Regions from separate parts of the Mus musculus genome. Here region 1 is linked to region 2. Evidence: chromatin contacts called from public HiChIP or PLAC-seq data. All regions are on one chromosome and are shown on one strand. Each heading gives the region's core, a stretch centred on a gene start, on an enhancer-like site or on the middle of the called end of the contact. The rest is flanking DNA. Distances are from core to core; before and after follow the strand shown. Region 1 overlaps 4921539E11Rik (RIKEN cDNA 4921539E11 gene). Region 2 holds the start of Slc35d1 (solute carrier family 35 (UDP-glucuronic acid/UDP-N-acetylgalactosamine dual transporter), member D1).

Region 1 (3,775 bases), core at 418-2,917, 50 kb before region 2:
GGTGCTAGACTTCAGCCCTCTCCTTTGCTCAGTGTGGGACTTTTTGAGAAATTTCAGGTTTTGTTTTGTTTTGTTTTGTTTCGTTTCGTTTTGTTTTGTTTTGTTTTGTTTTGTTTTGAGTCCATCGTTTCAAGGACTCTAGTGCAAGTTTCCCTCCTTAGACTATCTTTGCTCCTGCTGGGACAGTTGCAATACCTAGAAAAATGAGTTACAATAAAGTTGCCCATGTACTACATAGATGCCGTCATCCTCCCTGCTAGATGAACTGTCCCTGAGTCCATACATCACCACTTTCCACTCAAATCTTTCCCAAATATCTTAAAGACATGAGTTATGATGTGTGTTCTGGTCAGCTTGTGAACACTGGCGTCCCATGTGCATGGGTTCCTACCCTGGCAGTACTACCCCGCTGACTACCAGCAACACTTCAGGCTTCTTCTCTAGTCAGTCTCAGCCTTCTGCCTGCGATCTGCAAAACAGGAGTGTTTATATTTCTCCAAATTTGTATTTTAAATCTGCTTTGTAAATTTTCTGATTATTTTGATTTAGCACAATTTTCATTTCTTCCAGGTCTGTGTCTTTCAAATATAAGCCTAACAACTCCAGAAGTGATCTTGAAGAGTCAGATCTAAGACCACCTATTCTTGGAACAATGATAAACTATGAAGAAAGTAAATTAATGGGTAATGCTCTGTGTAGTATAATTACTTCTTTTATTTATGAATGAGTGCTATTAGGTAGTGATTTATTAATTAATCACTCCCTCCTTCTGGTATCTTAACAATATTTTTATTTCTGTTGAGATAATTTGCATAACAAATAATTTTTTATAATTCACTGTAGACATCCTAAACACACACACTCAGACACACACAGAGACACACATACAGACACACACACACACACTCAGACACAGACACACACAAACACACGCACACACAGAGACACATACATACACACACACACACAGACACAGAGAGACACACACATACACGCACACACAGACACACAGACACACAGACACACACACACACACACACACACACACACACACTATTTCGATGTAATCTTACTTTATTGCCCAGACTGAACTTGAACTTGTGGCTTCAGGAGATCTCTCTGGCTCATCTTCTCAGGTAACTGAGACTCCAAACATACACTGTCACACCTGGCTCACAATACATTTTTATGAATATATTTTTACGTTGATAGGGTTTTTTTCATTTCTTTCCTGGGGAAACATGAAGGAATAGCAACTCAACCCAGCCAGATAGGGCACTAACAGACCAAGAAGAAAGATTTCATCCAAGTCTAGCTTGATGAATCAAAAATTCACTCGGATTATTTCCACAGATGTACATGGGTGAGAGGCTACCTATAGGAGCATGGTATGGTGACTATTGCCAGGACACTCCCAGGAAGCCCCTCTTCCAGCAGCTACACTATTGAAGAGCCCTAACCCTGTCAGCCTTCCCACCTTCTGTATTTACTGGGACCCCTTTTTCCCAGACCACACACGTCTTGGGACAGGGATGGGAGGAGGGGTGAGAGTGGTGACTGGAATCTCACCAGAGAGCCCAGTGACCCTGCCCTCTCCTAGGAAGGACCGGTAATAGCTTTCTGCCATAGGCACACCCCTCATTGTATTGTCCTTATTTCTTTACACACAGAGGTCAAGATTTCCCATGTGTCACCACATGAGTCATGATGGCCAATGGTCAAGTCACACCTAGAGGAAATACATCCACCACAAAGTTAGTTTCTTCATCTGGAAGGAAATGGCAACTTTCCTTTTAACTCAACCCTAAGACTTCCCTTGAATTTTTAAAATAAGAGTCAATTATGAATCATTTCTTTAATAGAAACATAGTTACAGGATTAGAAATGTTAGGACTCCGTGGTGGGAGATCCCACATTTCATAGATGCTCTGAGGATATGAGCATTGTCTGTTACTTCTGTTTTTCTGTCATATTCAACCAGGCGATTACGGTGTCACCAGCCTCCTTGACAAAAGCTTCTGCCTACACTCTGCCCCATATTGCCTTACATCTGTGTTGTGCTCTGTAAGTTTTCTAAAAATGCACTTGGCCTTTATACGTGTGGCCTTTGCTCTCTCCATTCCTGCTTAAATAGCAACTCACTCCAATCAGGCTCCCTCCCTCGCAATTCTCCTTAAAATACACTGATCAGTGTTGCCAGAGGCCTGGTGCTAGCTAAATCCAAACAGCATTTTTCATTTCCATTTTCTTCTTCTCTAGACTCAGCTCATTGATCATTCCCTCCTTTTTAAAACTTTCCACTTTAAGCTTTTGGGACTGTTGATACCAAACGCACCTCTCATTCAAAAAAAAAAATAAAAAATAAAAAACAGTTTAATTTTTACCCAAATATGAGTTACCATGGCTTAAGAACATGGACTTAGATTGCCCCAAATAGCATGCTCCAATGTCAAAAATTTTGACGTTATCACACCTAAGCAACAAAACAAAGTTGTAAACTAAGTCTTTTTCTGACTCTTGCTAGGATTGTTAAGTGGGCAAGTGAGGGAATCTCAGCTAGGGTTTTCACATGTTATCTGATAACTTCCTTCCTTTGGGGAAGGTGGAATCTTGTGGTTGGCTAAGTTAACACATTCAGAAAAGTTTTATCAAGGATGTTTGGTCAAACACACAGAAGTGGGCAATGAATGGTTGTGGAATGTCTAACCAGAACACCAGAGACTGTACATCTGTCACCATAGAAACCAAAGAGCAAGGACTTGAATCTTGAAAGTTCATCTTATGTAGAGAGTCAGCAATATTGGAAGCCACAGGGAATCTGCCTCAAGCCGGCTCCTGCTGGTGTATTGTCTAGGGAACGTGGACAGAGGCTATTAATCACTTCAAAGTTTTGTCTTGAGCTTCGGGTTGGGGAGCCAGCCTGTCCCTGAGATTCATGATGTTAGTACTTTTCTTATCGCTCCCTGCACCTTCCCGTCATTATCAGCTCTCTCTGTAGGGAGACGCTTACATACACCTAAGGCTTCCAAGTCCTGCATTTTTCCTGAGTCATCACCCGGGCTATATCTACATGAAAGGTTAACTCAGAACAAACAAAGCATGAGCAGTGTGCCTGGCTGCGCTGCTTCTAATGCATGATAGCAAGTATGAATATGTTCTCATACTAGAATACAAAGGACCCATATCTGATTCCTATTCTTTCCTATTGTTCATAATAACTCATATTGGCCTCACAAGAAATACAGCATCTGCAGCCGGGCATATAGTGGTTAGCTCAGCGTCTGAGCAGCAAGGGAAGCTGTGTAAGTCAGAGCCCATTTATAACAGCAGCCAGCTACGCAGAGGAGCAGAAACAGTCAGAAAGTGGAAAGCTGCTCAGGGCCAGGAAGGCTAAGGAGCCAGGAGGCACAGGAGAGCAGGTCAACGAGAAGGTTCTCCTCTATCCTTGATGTCAGAGACAGCTTCATCAACTGCTTTAGTTTTTTTTGCTCAACCCACTAAGCTTTGCCTGTCAAGTTAAAACAGTGTTCTTTTACATTGTTTATGGTGATATGTCAGTAACAAACGATCTACTGTAGCCCATTTCCTAGGATTGCTTTCCTAACTTGACCTGATTTCTGTCCAATAGCCCCAGCAGGCTTTTACCATAAATCAACTCAGATACTTAACTTCTGTGTAAGAGGCCTGGAGTGAGTGGCATGAGGAGCAGTCACAGAGGTAGCCATCAGGGAACAAATGATCTATCTATGGTGTGATTGGCACTCAGGAACCAGTG
Region 2 (3,684 bases), core at 933-3,432:
GCATGGAGATTATTGTGTCAAATAATGTAAAATCTCCCATACATAGTTTTGTAATTAATATTACCGAGATTAAGAAATAGGTCTGAGTACTTAAAATAACAAAAACCATCCTAATTCTAATTACTCATGCTTTAGGGGAGACATGTACCTCTGTAGGCACCAAGTGACAATCTTTGATCACCGGATTCCACAGCCTTTTACAGAGGCCCATTGTAGCCCAGTCATTATCAGGAGTGAGAGAACCCATGGTAGGTAGACCTTGGCCTGTGACGGGCCTTACTAAGTATCTGTTAATTTTTGTAAATATGGTTTTAGGCAGAGAAAAACATTGTTTCCTAGCCCCATAATTTTACATTTATTTCCATTTTGGGTAACTTGGATACATGGGAACAACCGTCAATGTGACTGAATCAGGAAGACAGGCCTTTAGCACAGAGCTCATGCTGCAGACACCAGCCTTCAGTTAGCACTTGCCCTCCTTTGTCCTTCTGTCTCTTCGGCTGTCCATAAGGCCCATGCTGTCCATGGACAGTGGTTTTCACCTCTCCAGGACCAGTGATCAAGGCACCATCTTAGAATCAGAGGGCTTAGGCCTTAACAGAGACACCCGATGGGGCGGTGCTTTTTGATTTTGCATTTCTTATTCTCCAAAACCATCCAGAATGTTTGTTCTCTATAAATGGTCCAGTCACGGGCAATATGTAATGGTAGCACGGACAGAGTAAGACATTCTCTAAAAGCAGTGCACGGGATGGGAAGGGCACAGAGGGAGAGGTCACTTTTTATAAGGCATGAAGGGGATCTCTGGAGACAGGCTCCCCAGAAAACAGGCACCGTTTTGCCCAATATAGAAGGAAAAGTAATAATTCAAGAAGAGATGAGGGAGGGGCATTGTGAAATGGAAGTGAAGAAAGAGAGATGTGAGCCTTGTTGTTGATTTAGCTACAACTCAGGAAAGGGGAAAAGCCAGGCATCTGGAGGTGCGGGCAAAGGAGGTTACCAACAGTCAAGGATGCCATGCTGGCTGCCAGGAATTCCAGTTCTGAGACACGGTACAGGGTGCATGTACCTTGAACACATTGTGTAACTGGCCTAAGCCAGTCACGGATGGGTAAATACTGTGCGATTGCTCATCTGTGTGATATACAGAATAGTCAGATTCACAGAGATTGACAGCACAACACAGGTTACTTGGTTTTGAGGAGGGGAGTAGAGAACAGGAAATGATTGCTTCGTTCCCACAAGAGTTTCCATCTGACACGGTGAATGTTTTGGGGAGGGTGCCTGGTGAGAGTTGCACATCCAAGGATTAAAACAATAAACTGATATTTTTACCACAGTTTAAAAAAAAAAAAAAAGACACTTAAGAAGATGGGAAGTTTGGGGGAATAATTCAAAACTTTCTAAAAGTAGGAATGTAACGTCCTTGCTTCAACAGGTATTCTTTGCTTGTGTGACTGCACTGTGTCAAGAAAACAGAACTGGCTTTACACAACAGAGGTCGTGAGATGAAGGTGCAGAGACCATCGAATCTGCCTAAGAGCACAGGGAATGTTTCAAACAGTCCTAAAACCGGAACAAAGCTTTAGGCTCCAAACACCTTGCACTTTTTACTATTCCAGGAGCGGCTTATTGCAACACTTTCCTCATCCTTGCCTTTTCTGGATATACCAGCTAAAACAAACAAGCAAAAAACAACAAAAAGAATTTCAGAAGCATGAGAGGTCTCACTTTGCAGAATGAAATCTTTGTTTACTGTTGAATCATGTTTGATACTTTGTGTGACCTTTGACCCCTCGGCAAGTGAGGCCAAAAAAAGAGCTTTCGGGATAACTGAGGATGCAACAGGGGCATCACTTCTCTGCCAGCCACACGTTAGAAAGGAGGGAGGTACTTCTAGGCCTGCAGCCCAGCTCCCGCAAAACCCCCATGCTCCCCGCAGGGGGACCCAGCGCGCCTTCGTGCGCAGGCGCAACTCTGTGCTCGCCAGCCCGGCTCAGTGGTCCCCCAGCAGTGTCCCGGCTGCTCCCGGAGCCCATGCCGGGTCCCCAGCCCCGCCGAGCCAGCCCCGGCCCTTCCCTGACCCCGCGAGGCACCATGCCAGGGCAAAGTCCCCGAGGGTGTGAACCCCAGTGTCCCAACCCCTGGGCGGGGACGGGCGGCGGCAGTGCGGGGAGCTGTGGGCAGCACAACCCGCGAAGCCCTGCCGCGAGCCGCCGGGTCCTTCCCGAGCCTCCGCCGCCACGCTAGGCCCGCAATCGCGGAGCCCCGGAGCTCAGGGCCCGCGCCCCGCACCGCCAGGCCCGCTCCCGCAGCCGGGGTCCCGCCACGCCAGGCCCGCGCTCCTCCGCGCCCCGCACCGCCAAGCCCGCTCGGCACCGCGCTCCGCACCGCCAGGCCCAGACCCCCGCCGCCGCGCCGCTCCGCCGCCCCGCTCGCTCGCAGGCCCGTTGCGGCAGCCACCGCCACCGCCGCCGGCGCCACCGCCGCCATGGCGGAAGTCCACAGACGTCAGCATGCTCCGGTTAAAGGAGAAGCCCCCGCGAAATCCTCCACACACAGAGATGAGGAGGAGCTGGGGATGGCGCCGGCCGAAACGCTAACGGTGTTCCTGAAGCTGCTGGCCGCCGGTTTCTACGGCGTGAGCTCCTTCCTCATCGTGGTGGTCAACAAGAGCGTGCTCACCAACTACAGGTGGCCGGGCTGGCGGGCGGCGGCTGCGGCGCGGCGGGCAGGGACGGGGGTTCGAGCCCACCCGGGGATACCCTCGGCCACGCTCCCCGCCGCACTGGCCAGGGCTGGGGGTGAAGGGGGAAGGCACAACGAGGCCGGTGCCCAGGGACTAGCGACCCGCGCGGCTGACAGCCCCGGGACCGGCGCGGCCGCACGCCCACGCGCCGTCGCCGCTGTCACTGAGACTCCGGGGCAGAAGTTTGTATGTGTGTGTCTTGTGTTTCCCCTCAAGAGTCATTTAAAAGATTTAAAACCGTTGACGAGGTCTCCGCGGCTTAACTTTCTGGAAAAATCCGTTGCAGGAAGCTGAAGGGAATTGTAAAAAAAAACAGGACAAGACCAGACAAGTGGTCGCCCTAGGCTACAAAATCTAAGATTTTTTTTTTAATTTTTTGTTTTTTATTGGAGGGGCAGGCATCGCTGTGGGTTGAATCAGAACGCATTTTAAGGCTGACAGTGTGGGAGTTGAATTCCCTGTGCTCTGAGGACGTTCTGGCCGTTTTTAACCCCCTTTTCTTTACCCCTTTTGTAGATTTCCATCCTCGCTATGTGTTGGACTTGGCCAGGTTAGTTGGAATCTCGGGCATCCCGTGGTCTGTGTTGTCAGAAGTTCTGTGTGTGTCTTTCTATGCAGAACAGTGCATCTGTGTGTGTTCTCTGTTTGCAGATGGTGGCCACGGTAGCGGTTCTCTGGGTGGGAAAGACACTCAGAGTAGTCAAGTTTCCTGACTTCGACAGAAATGTACCTCGAAAGGTAAACAAACGTGAGAAAGAAGGGATACTTTATTTTATAAAAAGGAGCCATTCTGTGGCTTAAGGGCGGAAAAAAAAATCAGCGTCTTGAATATTTAAAAATGCAGTCTAGCTCCCACCCTAGTCTCCGAGTGCATATAGCAAAGCTAGAGAAAACAGGCCACAGGGCACCCAAGACGACAACGTCTCTGGAAGATG

The links. HiChIP or PLAC-seq counts read pairs in DNA pulled down with a chosen protein or histone mark.
Region 1: a contact with region 2 is called in an HNF4G HiChIP or PLAC-seq map of pancreatic cancer cells. The contact joins the enhancer-like site here to the promoter of Slc35d1 in region 2. A contact is called at or near these places in 4 of 39 promoter capture datasets (embryonic stem cells, liver and macrophages), 7 of 484 Hi-C or Micro-C datasets (the G1E-ER4 cell line, liver, pancreatic cancer cells and 1 more), 2 of 115 datasets of contacts at active chromatin or transcription factors (embryonic stem cells and pancreatic cancer cells) and 2 of 9 other capture datasets (adipose tissue and pancreatic islet).

Annotation. Positions count from the first base shown.
Region 1 is chr4:103,263,248-103,267,022 of GRCm38.p6, reverse strand. 4921539E11Rik (RIKEN cDNA 4921539E11 gene) reads left to right here. Exons shown (of 9, transcript NM_027612.1): 4 at 571-683. Among named protein-coding and RNA genes, the nearest start is that of 4921539E11Rik, 26 kb to the left of the region's middle. Within about 2 kb of position 1,667, at least 26 of the 459 cell types and tissues checked have an H3K27ac peak or open chromatin away from gene starts, as enhancers often do. A contact at or near this core is called in pancreatic cancer cells and trophoblast stem cells, where this site is marked.
Region 2 is chr4:103,213,674-103,217,357 of GRCm38.p6, reverse strand. Slc35d1 (solute carrier family 35 (UDP-glucuronic acid/UDP-N-acetylgalactosamine dual transporter), member D1) reads left to right here and starts at 2,182. Exons shown (of 12, transcript NM_001356276.1): 1 at 2,182-2,694; 2 at 3,266-3,299; 3 at 3,401-3,487. The coding sequence starts at 2,492. It overlaps Gm46864 (a long non-coding RNA gene), which reads right to left and starts at 2,415. Exons shown (of 3, transcript XR_001784379.1): 1 at 2,361-2,415.